Regions from separate parts of the Mus musculus genome. Here all the other regions are linked to region 2. The links are chromatin contacts, called in public promoter capture Hi-C maps. All regions are on one chromosome and are shown on one strand. Each heading gives the region's core, a stretch centred on a gene start, on an enhancer-like site or on the middle of the called end of the contact. The rest is flanking DNA. Distances are from core to core; before and after follow the strand shown.

What was found. Promoter capture Hi-C pulls out the DNA fragments that hold promoters and counts their contacts.
Region 1: a contact with region 2 is called in a promoter capture Hi-C map of liver, with 4 times the contacts expected there. The contact joins the promoter of Sparc here to the promoter of Zcchc10 in region 2. A contact is called at or near these places in 1 of 39 promoter capture datasets (liver) and 1 of 115 datasets of contacts at active chromatin or transcription factors (extraembryonic endoderm stem cells).
Region 3: a promoter capture Hi-C map of pre-B cells shows a contact between it and region 2, with 4 times the contacts expected there. The contact joins the promoter of Canx here to the promoter of Zcchc10 in region 2. A contact is called at or near these places in 5 of 39 promoter capture datasets (the C10 cell line, hippocampal neurons, liver and 1 more) and 1 of 115 datasets of contacts at active chromatin or transcription factors (large pre-B cells).

The regions. Positions count from the first base shown.
Region 1 is chr11:55,418,296-55,421,584 of GRCm38.p6, forward strand. Sparc (secreted acidic cysteine rich glycoprotein) reads right to left here and starts at 1,785. Exons shown (of 10, transcript NM_009242.5): 1 at 1,493-1,785.
Region 2 is chr11:53,323,390-53,326,752 of GRCm38.p6, forward strand. Zcchc10 (zinc finger, CCHC domain containing 10) reads left to right here and starts at 1,300. Exons shown (of 4, transcript NM_026479.4): 1 at 1,300-1,352. The coding sequence starts at 1,312.
Region 3 is chr11:50,323,707-50,327,031 of GRCm38.p6, forward strand. Canx (calnexin) reads right to left here and starts at 1,967. Exons shown (of 15, transcript NM_007597.3): 1 at 1,787-1,967. Gm46280 (a long non-coding RNA gene) reads left to right here and starts at 2,046. Exons shown (of 2, transcript XR_001780205.2): 1 at 2,046-2,346; 2 at 3,167-3,325.

The DNA.
Region 1 (3,289 bases), core at 535-3,034, 2.1 Mb after region 2:
CTCTTGGTGGGTGGGGCTTGGAGAAAGTTTCAAAAGCTGACTCCTTCTCCCAGAGCCACCCCACCCCCTCCCCCTCCCTCAGTGCCGCTCTGTCGATGTGGCAGCCGATGGCTAAGTTAACCAGAGTTAACTCTTCCCTCAACCACTTCTTTCAGGTTTAATCCTTGGCAAATACAAATTTGTTTCTATTTCCGAATTACACCTTACACCGTCACACCATTCTGGGGGTCTGCATCTGTTTGGGAATATCTTAAACCTAAAAGCTGTGGACACCCATCATCTCTTAAACACAAACAGAAACACTCATGCACGCGCACTCACATACACACACTAATTCCAGAGACTCTTTGAAGTTGCTTATTCGTAGACCACTTTATAGGCTCAATTAAGTGACCCTGCTTGGGAAGTCTTAGGGGAATTCGGGTACCCCAAAAGCTATCCCTCTTCCTTAGGACAGGAAGGCTACACTCAGGGGAGATGGCTATGTGAGATCGCCCACAAATTGCCTAAAGCTTGTTACCTCATGTAGGGTCCGCATCTCACTCCACTCCCTACACTAGGAAGGTTCTAGAAACTTAAAAGAGTTGTCAGTGGAGACACTCCCTCCCTGCAGGTGTGCTGTCTGTCCCTGAGGCAGATGCCTGATACCTGTTTGTCCCCCTTAGGTGAGGCTTATTTCCAGCCATTCTAGGAGTCACAGGAAGTTTACAGAACAGCTTGGAGCAGACAAGCTTTCAACAGGCTGAGTCTTGGATAGATTCAGTAGTAGCAAGAAAAGTGTCCTGGAGCTATATCTCTCTGTCTCCCTCCTCCCCATCACACCCTCCTCCCTGTCGTCTCTGGATTGTATCAAATTGTTGGCTTTCTCAGATGTCTAGATACGGTAGAAGCAATGTTAATGCCAGTGATGACCACCTCTCAGAATTAGGCTGGGAACAATGGCAACCCCAGGCTGGGAGAGACAATGGCATTTCAGACTGACTGAAATGCCACGGGGTGATGGGGTGGGGGTGGACAGAGATTGAAGGGACCAGAGCCTTCCCAGAGGAACTGACTAAAGGGAATGTCTTGCCTTGGCTGTTTACAGATCTGTTTATCCTTCTTGCAAAGTCCCATTTGGACAACAGTGCTCTGACCCAGAACTGGATGTCTGTTCTCCCAGAATAGGAAGCCAGACCCAACAGGCTGCCAGCCAGATTTTCTCTGGGTTGGCAGTCATGATGGGCAAATGAGGATCGGATTCTCAGAAAAGGAGGCAGCTGCCTCCGAGGGTGACAGAGGACAGACCAGTAGCCTCTGCCACCAGAGAACACAGAGAAAGCGGTCCCCGCAAACCATGGCTATTTTCTGCAGTGCTACAGAGACAACAAGTTCCCCTGTGAGTGAGCAACAGGTTTCCAGCTCACCTCCCCCTGAGACTGGTCATGGGGATGGGGCAGAGAGGAGATGATGAAGCTTACAGAAGGGCAGGGGCTGACAGGGAGGTGCATACCTCGGCACAGGCAGGCAGGCAGGCAGGCAGGCAGGCAGGCGGCAGAAGAGTTCTGGCGGTCTGAAGGGCTGCAGGAATGTGGAGGGGTTTAGAGGCGAGCAGCAGGAAGCCTCTTGGAGCTCTGGGCAGGGTCTGTCTCACCCTCCGCCTCCACTCAAAGGCCCTCCTCCTCCTCTGTCTCCTCCTTCCCCTGGCCTGCCTCCCCCTTCTCCCCAGAACCAAAGCTGTCTTTTCTTTCTCCCTTCCTTGCCTTGTGGTAGGCTGTGTGCTACCCAGACACCCTGGCCCCACCTGTCTCATCTGTTCTGGGGCTCCTGCCTAAACAGACATGAGGGTCAGGGCTGGAACAGCTGCTGGAATCACCTAGAACAGGCCAGGCCTTGTTCAGAGCCGAGGCTGCTGACTGAAGAGTCCTAGACATTAACCGAGAGAAGAGAGAGAGAGAGAGAGTCACAGAGGCACGGCTAAGCCCCTTGTCCTACTTTACACACAGCCAGCGAGTGAACTTGCCTGAGCACTCTCTTGGGCTTAGCAATGTACAGCAAGGCAGAGAGTGCACGCTGGCATGGCAGTGGGGGAGCAAAAGTACCCAGTTTTCTCAGTGCCAACAAAACAAGCTGCCACTGGTGATACTGGTGGCATCATCCTTGATAACGAGGCGAAGTCCCCTCTAGGTCTAGTGGCACCAACCACGGGTACGTGAAGGATTAGAACTAAGCTGGAAGACTTGCGCTGTCAGTACCTGACAAACTCAGAGCAATAATACTGATAGTCAGATCAGAAGCAATAGCAGGGTTGGTGGGGAAGCCACAGGCCTTTCATTTAGGTGTTGTTTGGTTTTGGAAGAGGTCGCACGTAGCCTGGGCTGACCACTCACTATGTAGCTGAGGATGACCTTGAACTATTGATCTTCCTACTTCTATCTACTTCCAGGGTGCTAGGATTACATGTGTGTGCTACCTACCATGACTATTTTATTTAGTGCTGAGGATTGACCTCGGGGCCGGGGGGGGGGCAGGGGGGGGTGTTAATGATTGTTAAGCAAGCATGCTACCAATGAAGCTGCATTTGCAGCCCAGACAGACACACCAGAAGAGGACATCGGACCCCATTACAGATGGTTGTGTGCCACCATGTGGTCGCTGGGAATTGAACTCAGGACCTCTGGAAGAGCAGTCAGTGCTCTTACCCGCTGAGCCATCTCTCCGGTCCCAAGAGGCCATTTTAATAACAGGGGCACAGGCTCACGCAGGGCAAACAGCTTACCCAGTAACACCTGACCAAAAGTGGTCTGAGAACGCTGAGTCTACATTTCAGCCCCACTCTTCTTTGGGGAACATGGACACTCCTCATCTATGCAGCAGCTCTTGACTGAACATTTTGGGCCTGCCTACCTGGGGAGGTACCAGAATAGACGTGGTGGCAGGAGTTTGGGGTGTGGCTAAAGGGATGCACCTCATGTGCAGAACCACTTCCTCAGTGATGCAGACCCCAAGGCTTCTCCCAGGGGGTCAGATCAGCAGAAACTTCCTGAAAGCGTAGATATCGAAGCAGCCATTGAGTTTGGATAACAGGGGACTGGAGAAGGTAAAAGAACAGTCTAGAGATAAGCTTATACACACCAGGATCCCTGCCTTCCCTGCCACGCCCTCATCTACCACACTCCTCCTGCTCTCCAGCCAAAGCAGTTTGGACTGGACCTTTCCTGAGCCTGGACCTTTCTCATCCTTCAGAACTCTATTCTAATGTCACCTCCTTAGATAAGCCCTCCTTGTCCACTCAACATATAAGTCTCCT
Region 2 (3,363 bases), core at 50-2,549:
GTTGGCCTTAACCTCCTTGTCCTCCTTTCTCTACATCCTGAATCCTGATTTTAGAAACTTGTGTCATAACTTGGGAATTAGACTAGCCTGAGCTAAGTTTCTGGCCAGCCTGAAAAATTAAAGATGTTATCTTTAACAATTAAAAAAAAAAAAAAAAAAAAAGAGGGGCCTGGAGAGATGGCTCAGAGGTTAAGAGCACTGACTACTCTTCCAGAGGTCCTGAGTTCAATCCCAAGCAAACACATGGTGTTTCTGTCTGGTCCTGTCTCCCTCTCCACTCCCCTTACCCCTCCTCCTCTCTTAAGACTCAACCAAACTGAGTAGAATTCAGAGATCTGCATGCCTGTGTCTCCTGAGTGCTGGGATTAAAGGAATGTGCCACCACACCTGGAACTAAATTTCTTTACCTGAAACTTTCTCTGTACCATGCTGGCCTGGAACTCATGTCTGTACTCCCATCACTTATGATTGATTCCTTTCCAGAGCAGCCATGTTGCTGGATTAAAATTCCTCTACACAGCCGGGCAGTGGTGGCGCATGCCTTTAATCCCAGCACTTGGGAGGCAGAGGCAGGCAGATTTACAAGTTCGAGGCCAGCCTGGTCTACAGAGTGAGTTCCGGGACAGCCAGGGCAACACAGAGAAACCCTGTCTCAAAAAAAGACCAAAAAATCCTCTACGCAGATCTTTGAAAGAAAAATCAAAAACAAAAAAAAAAAAACCAAAACAAAACAAAAAACCAACCAAACAACAACAAAATCAGAATGATCCAGTCATCATGACGACACCTGTAATTTCTTGGGGTTTTTGGTGTTTTGTTTTTTGAGACAGTTTGTGTGTGCAGCCTTGGTTTTCCTGAAACTCCCTGTGTAGATGAGGCTGGCCGTGAATCCCATCAAGTGTTGGAATTAAAGATGTGGGCCATTACTTCCTGGCCTTTTTGGTTTTGTTTGGTTTGGTTTTGAGCTAGGGCCATAAGTTTTCCCAGGTTGGCCTCAAAAACATAGCAATCCTCTTGCCTCAGCCTCCAAAATCCTGGATTACAGGATTTTTTTTTTTTAGGATTTTTTGAATACTACAAAATTCCACTGCATATGTATTACAGACCCCTGGTTTGAGATCACCCTTCAAGACCCTATTCATACTGAACACACAAGCCCACATTAGAAAAGACAAACCAGCTAGTGGCCACCATTAGCCTCTTCTGAATTGAGCCCGTCTGGCCCCGCCCAGGACCGCAGAGGTTTCTAAGGACCCGCCCACCGGTGCTAGTTTCCCAAAAACCCGTGCGGCAGACTCCAGCCGCTCCAAGATGGCGACTCCCATGCATCGGCTCATAGCTCGAAGGAAAGCGTAAGTGAGATGCTTGTGGGGTGTGCAGGAGGGCTGGGGGCGTGCAGACGCCTGTCCGCTAGCTAGTGAGCGGGCGCAGGCTGCTGAACTGAGCGGGATTTGAAGAGAGTTCGAAATGAATCCAAGAATTGGTCGTTGGGTGGTCTGTGTTCCTCTGTCCGGTCCACATGTCAAGGGTAGCCTGGATGCTTGATCCCACATCTTCCCTCTCAAGATCCCAAACTTTTCCCTCTTCAGCGTACCTGCCTCCTTCCTATCGCCCTTTCTAGAAACAAGCCTGTCTGCAATGCCTATTAATTCCCCATCGACCGTTTCACTTTCTGCAGCTCTCACTGTAAATAATTATTTTAGTACAATCACTCACAGACAGTTTCTCTGAAGAAAAATGTATTCAAGCTACGCAGCTTAACAGTTTTATTGTGGAACCTGTTGATACTCTAAACAAGTACAGCTAGTGGTTTAAATAGCTTTGTAGGAGCCGGATGGTGATGGTACATCCAAGCATTCAGGAGGCAGAGGTAAGCAGATTTCAGAATTCGGGGCCAGCCTGGTCTACAGAGTGAGTTCCAGGACAGCCAAGGCTACACAGAGAAACCCTGTCTCTCTAAAAACAAAACAAAGTTAAGCTTTAAAGGGGATAAGAGGCTGTGGTGAGGAAAGGCAAAAGGCCCAGTTCAAGTCAGTTCTAGAAATTCATCTGTGAGGGGTGACATTTGAAAACAGACTAAAAGCCATAGAAAGGACTGAGTCAGCAGAGGATTTGGGGAAAGATAGGAAATGGTATATTTGCTATGAGTCTGTTAGAATTTGGGGGTGGGTTGGGCAGATTTAGAGACAGGATTTGTCTGTGTAGCCCTGGCTGTCCTGGAACTCACTCTGTAGACCAGGCTGACCTCGAACTCAAGATATCTGACTGCCTTCAGTATGCTGGGATTAAAAGCTTGTGCCACCATGCCCAGTTTGAATCTCAGTAACTATCAGTCCTGGTGGCAGATGCCTTTAATCCAAGCACTGGAGAAGCAAAATCAGGTGGAGTAGCACTGAGTCAAAGCCAGCCTGATCTAAAGAGCAAACTGCAGGCCAGCCTCAGCTGTGTAGGGAGACCCTGTCTCCGAAAAGAAAAAAAACCAACCAACTCAATAACTACCCATTCAGTGGTGTAAGCGATGTAAGGGGCGGAGACCAGTTACTTGAACATGAATTTGAGTCCAGCCTGGGCAACATAATAAGACTTCATCTTAAAACCCTCCAGTAATGTCATACCCACTCTGCATGGCTGTGTGACATGCATGTCATGTTGTATTTCTCAGACCTATCAAAAGTCATAATACGAACCTGAAAGGAAACAGTTTATACATCTAATACCTGCATTGCTTCGCACTTTGCTTTTGACCTAAGCTGTGGTTTATGAGTTTAAAACCCGAGTGTTGGGCCTGACGTTGGTGGATTGTGCTTTTGATCTAAGCACTCAGGAGGCAGAAGCAAGTGGGTCTGTGAGTTCAAGGCTAGGCCAAGCTGGGTATGGTGGCTCACACTTTTAATCCTAGTATTGTGTGGCAAGTGTCTTTAACCCACTGAGCTGTCTCACCACCACCATTTTTTATTAGTAAGTTAAAAAGAATGATAGCCAGGCACAGTGGCACATGCCAGCACTTGGGAGGCAGAGGTAGATCTATGAGTTTGAGGCCAGTATGGTCTATAGATGGAGTTCCAGGGAAAAAAATCAAAAGCAGAATCAACCAACCAAATGAACAAGCTTTTTCATTTATGTGTGAATAGGAGTAGAGGTCAGAGGACAAGTCGTTGGGGGTCAGATCTTTGGGCTTACAGCAAACACCTTATCCACCCACCCTTTTCCCAGCCTTAAAAGTGTTTTAATGGGTTAGGGGGTCTGGCTCAGTAGTAGAGCATTTGTGAAGGAGGCTCTGAGTTTGATATCTAGCATTACAACAAATAAGGACCTTCATTATCCTTTGTCTTCTGAGCTAAAAATGTTGGTCCGAATACATGA
Region 3 (3,325 bases), core at 717-3,216, 3.0 Mb before region 2:
CTTTGGCACTTTAATTACTTCTTAGGACTTTTTATGAGCTGCCAATACTATTTGTCCATTTCCTTACACTTTCCCAAACAGTTTCTTAGTATCTGCCCTCTCAAAGGCAAAGCAAGTAGCACACTCATCCCCATTTCTTTCTTTCTTTCTTTCTTTCATTCCCATTTTTAAAGGATAGGAATTAAAGTTATCATGCTGGACAGTCTTCTGCAGTTATTCTTAGCAACTGCCACTCTACTCCCTCAAAGTTCTCTTACTGGGCAAGTGACCTCTGCAGGACAAGGATGCAAGGTGTGTTGTCAAGATGCACATGCCTTGTGGCTCTTGAAAGATTAAGGAGTTAATTGCACTGTTGAGTTAAGATAGCAAGGAGGTGACACCCATTCACAGACAGTTCGGTAAACTCCTATTGTGAATGGCTCACTACTATATACAGTTCTTCAGGGCCTGGCTCACCTGTAGTGTACCCCTGCCTGGCCTGTAAGCTTAATTACAGTATAAGTACAACATGAGAATTGATTCTGTTCATGCCCTTTCAAAGGTTACTGGAAAATATACAAAGATTTTTAAGGTAACCCAACTTGTCCCCCTTTAAAGGGGTGGGAGGGCAAATTATTTTTAAAAAACAGGCAGATTCTTCCATTTCTGAAGGGTAAAGAGACTGTAGCTCAACTTTGCCAAGCTTTTAGTATTCAGTTTGGTTTAACTTCACACAACTAGCAATGCAATCACTAGTGTCATGACCAGCAGTTAATACACAAAGTGTCATCAATGTGTCCTCAGGTCTTGGCACACAGGCCTTCAATATAAACATTAGTGTATCAGTGTAATGACCAAGGCATTCGGATTTCAAGAAGCCAGTTCGATTCCTACCCACTGAACCTTTACTACACATCCAATTTCTCATTCCCATTCCCTCGGAATTCAATACAAGGCCCATCAGTCATTCTGTCTACTCCTGGGGACTGAGCCCTAAAGTAGAAAAAAAAAATCTCCCAAATTCCCACTCCCCCGATTAATTGCAGTTAGGTGCTTGAACCAGGACTTTTAACCCAAACGGTCTAGTGCTCAGTTACAATCCCAACTGGATGACTAGAACTACCTGTATGACCTTGGGCCAGTCATTTCAAACTTCTAGGCCTCAGTTTCCTCCCCTCACTAACTGAACTTTCGCTTGTATCTCCTGCTCTTAAGGTCCTGTGAACACCCACACTGGATTACTATCTATCCACCACCGAATAGGCAGGTGCTTTAATAGTTAAGCCTTAAGTTTCTCAAGCGGTACACGTTCTAGTACATTCTACTCCCTCATCAGGATGCTATGGTCCAGTCTTCCCTTTGGGCAAGTTATTTTCTAATCTGTAACGCTTATCTCTGGATTTACTTCACCTTTCCCTGCTATTTGGGCTACCTACTAGGCCGAATTCTAATACCACACCTGTACCGGATTACTCAGCCCACCTCTGGGTGGGCCTGGCCAGGGCCTAAGAAAGCTCTAGAAGCAAAGCCGTAGGAAGTTGTTAGCTTTCTCAGAGGTCAAGGGAAACCCCAGGACACCTGCCACGCCTCCCGACCCCGGCGGCGCTGCCCAGGCTAGCCTCTCTAACCCGGCCGCTCTCCTCACTGCCCTGCGCGTCCGCCCAGGCCTGCGCCATTCGAAAGCCCGCCCGACCCCTCAGTCGTCGAGCCTACAGCCACGCCCGACCCCCTCCGCCACGGCGCCGCTCGCCCAGTCCCCCAAGGCTCGTCCCGGGCCTGAGATCCCCGCACACGCTTCCCGTCTCACCTCGAGCCTCCCGGGGACCACTGGCGGCTCCCTCACCTTCTCCCACCCGCACACCCGGCCCCGTGCTGCAGTGGAGACAGCGGCAGAGGCGGCCCGACCGTCACGTGCCGCAGAACTAAGAGGCCTCGGCTACGGCCGCCGCGCGAGCGAGCCCCACCGCACGAAGCCCAACCCCGCGTCCGCCCCTCGTTCCTGAGTGGCTAAAACGAACGTCAGATCCCGCCCCTTTGCGCAAGATCTAAGAATTTATTGGTAGATACAGCCATCGCTCGAAGCGCCTTCCCATACGCCCCCTAGGGCTATTCTTCGTGGAGCGTGGTGATTGGTCAATAGCGAGGCAGGAAGTGGTTGCTGATTGGGTATGAAGGAGGAAGGCGGGCCGTCACCAAACGGGCGGGCGCGCGCCGCGGAGGGCGGACGGATCTGGCACGCGTTCTCGCGTGGGTCGCCCTAGTCCCTCAGGGCGGGTGTGTTGGACATCCAGAAGACGGCTTTCCGACCCATTGAGTTAGGAACTCTGTCCCAACCCCGCCTGGGACCTATGGCCTTCATCACAAATGGTGAGAGGTCGGGCGGTGTGCTTGCGCAGTGAGTGAAATCCCTCTGGGTAGCAGACACCGCCTTTCCTGCGGAGTCATCGCCCTGAGCTCAGGAGCCTGAGACCTCTTTACCTAACAAAACACTACCTAGATTCACAATCAAGCCACATGGAGTCACTTTCCCATGTGCCCGTGCTGTTTCCTGATTTTAGTCGTTAAAATCAGACATACCTAAGCGACAGAGTTGAGGAAAAGGGTGATGCCATGTGCAGATTTAAAATAGCCTTTTCATAACCCACTCGTTTTTCAATATGCTGATAACGCTGTAAGATTGAAGTGGCTAAGGATTTGGCTAGATCCTTGAGAATCCTGATCGCCTCGGGTTGTATTTGGTGACCCAAAGCTTTGAATAATGTGGAAAGAAACAGCAGGTTTTTCTACATGTGAAACGAGCTTTGTTCCTGCCACCCCAAGAGAAAGGCAGTAAGGATTTGATGTTTGGGTCAATTTAGTAACCGCCAATTCTCTCTCCCTAATTTTAAAGAAGAGAAATTGCTTTCCTTATTTGCCTTATAAAGAGCATGTTCAAAATGAAAATTTGAAGCCAGCTTGGCACAGGCAGTACACATAATTTAAAAAAAAATTCTAAATTTACTTAGGTTGAGTTCTGGCTTGTGTTACCCAAGATGGCCTTGAATTTAAGAAAGCCAAAAAATCGACTTCTGCAGAGAGGTGTTAAAATATGTCAGTACTGAAGGAGTAGAGGAGTTGAGGCAGAACTTTTCTGTCTAAACTGACAAAGACTTGAACTGGACCTCATAGATATGCAAATTTTCTGTAGGTGGAGTTGGAAGGAAGTTCTTGAGATGAGAAAATTGTACAGAAGAGCAAAAAAGTGACTCTCAGGTATTTGGGGGATCCATATACTAAAAATGTTTTGGGAGCAATGGAGATGGCTCAGCAGGTAAGGACACTTGCCACCAAACCTGATGGCCTGAAT